2 separate regions of the Mus musculus genome follow, and region 2 is linked to region 1. Evidence: chromatin contacts called from public Hi-C data. All regions are on one chromosome and are shown on one strand. Each heading gives the region's core, a stretch centred on a gene start, on an enhancer-like site or on the middle of the called end of the contact. The rest is flanking DNA. Distances are from core to core; before and after follow the strand shown.

Evidence for each region. A called contact is a pair of places that touch in the nucleus more often than the background predicts.
Region 2: a Hi-C map of uterus shows a contact between it and region 1. The contact joins two enhancer-like sites. A contact is called at or near these places in 2 of 15 datasets of contacts at CTCF or cohesin (the NIH/3T3 cell line and embryonic stem cells) and 5 of 484 Hi-C or Micro-C datasets (cortical glia, cortical neurons and uterus).

What each region holds. Positions count from the first base shown.
Region 1 is chr13:60,329,438-60,332,137 of GRCm38.p6, forward strand. No RefSeq gene overlaps it. Among named protein-coding and RNA genes, the nearest start is that of Gm35333, 100 kb to the right of the region's middle. Within about 2 kb of position 1,269, at least 19 of the 459 cell types and tissues checked have an H3K27ac peak or open chromatin away from gene starts, as enhancers often do. A contact at or near this core is called in uterus, where this site is marked.
Region 2 is chr13:60,408,997-60,411,696 of GRCm38.p6, forward strand. No RefSeq gene overlaps it. Among named protein-coding and RNA genes, the nearest start is that of Gm35333, 24 kb to the right of the region's middle. Within about 2 kb of position 1,270, at least 98 of the 459 cell types and tissues checked have an H3K27ac peak or open chromatin away from gene starts, as enhancers often do. A contact at or near this core is called in uterus, where this site is marked.

The DNA.
Region 1 (2,700 bases), core at 19-2,518:
ATCCACAAGAGGCTATGCTGCTGGTCCTACCGAGAGTTGGGGTCAGATGATGTAAATGGCCTACCTCCCGTAGAGTGGGCTCTTACACCCGGACCTTTCTTTAAGGTTATGGGATACTTTGTGTTATGTCAGCTTTTGCTTACAAAATGAGTGAGTAACTTTAAAATACAAGTAAATTTAATAGACATTAATCTATACAATACCAAGTCCTGTGCAGGTTACCAAACACTTCTGATTATAAGATGAAATACATTCAAGCTCCTGGTTTTCCTGCTTTGGAAGTTGTCTTAGGGTTTTACTGCTGTGAACAGACTCTATGACCAAGGCAAGTTTTATAAAGGACAACATTTAATTGGGGTTGGCTTACAGGTTCAGAGGTTCAGTTCAGTATCATCAAGGCAAGAACATGGCAGCATCCAGGCAGGCATGGTGTAGGAGGAGCTGAGAGTTCTACATCCTCATCTGAAGGCTGCTAGCAGAATGCTGGCTTCTAGATAGCTAGGATGAGGATCTTAGAGCCCACACCCACAGTGACACACCTACTCCAACAGGGCCACACCTTCTAATAGTGCTACTCCCTGAGTTGAGCATATACAAACCATCACAGAAATGTTTCTGAGTTTCAGAATAATGTGTTCTTTACCCAGCAGTCAATTGGTCATCTGGCAGATAGATAATGAGAACCATAGAATATTCATAATAAGGCTATAATAACTATTTGAGGGTGAATTAAGTCATTTTCCCCTCAAGGGCAAGAACTAGGGGAACACTCTCTGACTATTCAGTTTCAGGCAGCACCTTGTCTCTGAGCTTTGTCTGCCTCCCTCTGTGGTCTCAGTCTGGAGTGGCAGATGAAGACCCAAAGCATTTGGTGTCATTTGATGGAGGCCTCTGCTGAGATTTCAGAAATCATGACTTCAATTACGACTTCTAATTCAGAACCCTATAAAGAGGCTGCATTTGAGACGGAAGGAGAGGCATGCCTCAAGTGGGCAATAAACTTTTAATGGTTTGCATTTCCTGTGTCATTATTTACTTTATCAAACTTGAAACCAGTGTCAAGTAGATCTTTATGCCTCCCCATGCCAGCTAAGACTCAAAACTTCTCAGTGCTTAAGGAAAGAGGAAACGGACCTAGATGAGGGAGATCAGAGGGTCTGAACCCGAAAGGCCACAGATGTGTGAGCCTGGTGGAGCCTGGAGGGAGTGGGGCTGCTCATGGAAGACTCATTTCAGTCGGCGACAGCAAATGCGTGCTATTATGTTTCCAAGAGGCCTGGGAAGGCAATCCTGGCGAGCCTTCTCGAATTCAGCACACATGGTCGTAAGATCTTAAATACATTGTATGTGTGGGGGTGGGTGGGGGGAGAGAAAGGAGAGAAGCCTAATTGAGAAAGAGACTGTAAGTCTGTTGCCAAGCAAGAGGACAAAAAGTTTTTTAGATCTTCATGTTTTTTAAAATATGATTTCTTGTTCAAATTATACTCCTGCTTTTATAAGAGAAGCCAGGAAAATGAAGTTATTGGTACATTCAGATTTTCCTCTCTGCTGTCATTTCAATTTAATTATTGCTCAGACATCTGTAATGGAAAGAACCAGGGGCTTAGAGCGCAGCTTCCAGCTGGGAGCCTTCTAAATTTGTCCCTGGGTGGATGATGAATTTAGACAAATGCTTCTGGTCCTCAGAGAGATGTATGTGTTTCTTCACACACACACACACACACACACACACACACACACACACACACACACACCCTACACACAAAGCCAGGGAGGGGGACTATTAACCTCTTCATAGCAGTATTGATGAGACATGGCTTGCAATGGTCATAATGTCCACTCAGTGTGAAGCATGCTCCCGAATTTAACTGTGTGCTTTTCTAACAGACAGTCAGACAATCTTGCTTAGCCCTGACCCTGGAGTCAAGGATATCACAGATGGCAGAGTATTGAGATTTGAAGAGCATAGAAGTATCACACAGTGTCACAGTAGAGTGCCTCCTCCTCAGTTAGTAGTTTGTCGCTCAGGATAAAATGCAGAATGTCACACAGGAGACCGTCATCCAAATTCTGGTCAGCAGGACTTTGAAACTCTCCTAAAGACCAGGGGATGGGGAAAGGCCACCAATGACTTCCCCAGATGACTAACTCACCCGATTCTGCATGGACTTGAAGGGAACTGAGAACCTACATTTGAGCAAGAGGTAGGAAGGGAGGCTCTGGGTCTGATGGGTGAGGTGTGTGGTATATGGCCAGCTGGTAGACTTCTTATTTGGACTTGGGACTCTCACTAAGCCTGAAGTCAGTGGCCCCTAGGAACAGCCCAACACAGACATGAACGAATCCTCAGCTCCTCCAAGCAGTCAATTTAGATCTTTTAAATACACCTTTAAAAACAATCTTTTTCCAGGAGACGTCCATACACATGTGACCATTGGAACGTTTTTCCTTTTCTGGCACTTTTCTACAGTTTTCCAGAATTCCAGAGTTGAAGAGTTTTCAATGCATACAAAATTATAGATCAACTTGGATGATCTGGTCAAGTCAGGCAAGGAATGCTGTCTAAGGGTATGACTTTGAGTTTTTCTCGCGTGGGTGTCTCAGAGTTATGTTTTGTGGGGGCAAAAAGACCTTCTTAACTACAGGAAATAAAAAAATGTCCCACATACACCCTTTCGGATATGAAACTAGGCATTCTCA
Region 2 (2,700 bases), core at 20-2,519, 80 kb after region 1:
TTGGAGGAAGTGTGTCACGGCAGGGGCTGGCTTTGAAGTCTCAGATGTTCAAGCTAGGTCGGGCGTGGGTCATTTGCTTTTCCTGCTGTCTGTGGATCCAGATAGAGAACTCTCGGCTCCTTCTCCAGCACCATTTCTGTCTGTCTGCCTTCCACCATGTTTCTTACACCATGACAAGGATGGACTGAACCTCTGAACTGTAAGCCAGCCCCAATTGAATGTTCTCTATAACAGTTGCTGTGGTCATGGTGTCTCTTCACAGCAATAAAGCCCTAAGGATAACACCAGGGAACAAGGGTATACAGGAAGCCAGTGGTATACTTACCAGAGGGCTGTTACTGAACACAATTCAAGAAATAGGGGGGACCCAAGGCAGGAGGCAGAGTGGGACAGACCAATAGCCGTCTTAATGGGCACCTTCAGCCAAACCAGCAGCAGGCAGTGTTCACCCTGCAAGCCCTCTGTCCCCACCCCTCTGCTTTGAACGATACCCAGAACTTTGGGATCCTGGAGTCCAGAGCAGCAGGAGATCGCTTATTCGCGTGTTCATAGCAAAATGAGCGAAAACATGGTTCATGCAGAGTCAGTATATGGGTTTTTTTGTTATTGATGTTGCTTTTTGTTTGGTTGGTTTTGTTTGTCTGTTTGTTGTTGATGGAATTAGTTACAGCCAGTCTCTCTTATCCCCATATTCCTAGTAATTCCAGGACTTGGATGGCGGGGTAGGGAGCCACAAAATTCCTCGTCATAAATCCTAGGGCCCATCCCCAACAGCCGAGGCTCAGATGCGAATCGTTTTTCATTTGGTCTCAAGTCATTTTTTGAAAGGCCTGTTTTTCATTAGGAAGGTAACTTGAGAGTCCCTGGGGGAAGGAAGGGGGTGTGCGCCAGGCAGAAGAGAGCTGATTTTCCCTTCTGACTCAGGCTTGCTCTTTCCCTGGCTCTCCTTGGTCTAAGTGCGGCCAAGCCTTTTGCAATTTATGGAGACAAAAGAAAGAGAGGGAGGGGGAGAAAGGGAGGGAAGGGAGAAATCACACATAAATCTTAGATTCCACAGCAATTTTATCGGTGTGTGTGTGTGTGTGTGTGTGTGTGTGTGTGTGTGTGTGTGTGTGTGTTTGCTTGCATATTTTCATAAAACAGGCACAGTCAAAAGGCACTGGCTTTTTTTTTTTTTTTTTTTTTGGCCACACGGGTGTCTGTCATGGGTTGAATACGTCCCAGGTGTGGCTCCTTCAGCATTCCGTGTACACATGGTTCTCATTACTGCATCCCCAAGGGCTTGGAAGCACGCGCTTCTACCTCCCCCACACAGCCACAACTGAGAACAGGCAGATGCCAACTGGAAGGGCAGTGTTAGAAAACCAGTACTGGAGATGAAGCCTGCACAGGCCTGTAAACTGCAAGCCATCTCCTACCCCACCGGGTCTCACAGGCCTTCTCTAAATGCCCATCCCTGAATCTACTGGTGACTGGACACAGAGATCCTAGGGCACAAGAGAACCAAGGCCTAAGGAGGCCACATCATATCTTCTGGTGACCACTTCATTGTCTGTCTGTGGGTCTGTGAATAAACTCATACTACTGTGATGAGAATATTTGGATTTTTAAAATGCTTTCATTTGACAATCTCTTCTCTAAAGGGCTATTTATAGTAAGCAGAGAGTTGAGGTTAGATCAAGAGCTCGGTGCTTACGAATGCTTTCTGCTCTTCCAGGGGACTTGGGTTTGGTTGCCAGCACCCAAGTCTCACAACTTCTGCTCCAGGGGACCCAGCACCATCTTCTAACATCCAGGTACTTGTGTACCTGCACAAACCCACGCACAAATGCACATGTGCACACATAACTAGGAGTAAAATTACATCTTAGTGATTCTCTTTCCTACTGTGATAATAAGGGGAAGAGAAGCAGCTCGGAGATTGTGCAAGCAGGCGGCCACGAGCCTTAATAAAGGATGCTTTGAGACTTGGGAAAGGTTCTTCTCCTCCTGCTACTTTGGCTTCCTCCTCTGGAAAACTGAGGGTTAAACCACATGATCCCTTGGCAGCCTCCACCATTGGAATACTGAGCTTCTCCTTATTGAATATAGGTCCTTAAAAAAAGAAAAGTAAAACTATAAAGATAAATGCAGGATTGACTATATAACCCTTATCCAAAAAGGTACAGGAACAGAAAGTGGGCATTGCAGTTGAACACACCTAACCCAAAGTATCAAAAGTGCAAAATGTCCCAACCTATACCGATCTTGGAAGGCTGTGTGGGTCCTCAGGACGTTTTAGGGGACTGGAGTATATTGATTTCAGATCTTCATATCAGGGCTGTTCAGCTTTAGCATTCCAGTTACAACAAAGAGAAACTACAATCTTCCATGGTCATTAAGAAAGGTAAGTCGCCATTAGAGTGGGAGTGTGGAAATGCTTTAGGCAGGTGCAGCTCACCGAAGACAGACTGGAGTTCGTTACCTTTTTGGCCCTTCCTTCTCAAAGACTCAGTCATGAAAAAGCAATCTTACAAAACACAAGCTTGTTGGACTTTGAGACCAGGCCTAGAAACAGCAGCAGACGCAAGACTGAGGAGGAATGATCTTTGCATTTGTGATCAAAGGTCTGACCCAGATGTCCCCTGCCCCTGTCAATCATATAACGAATCCTATGTGGTCCAGGCAGGGTGGCATCACATCTCTTAAGAATTTCACAAG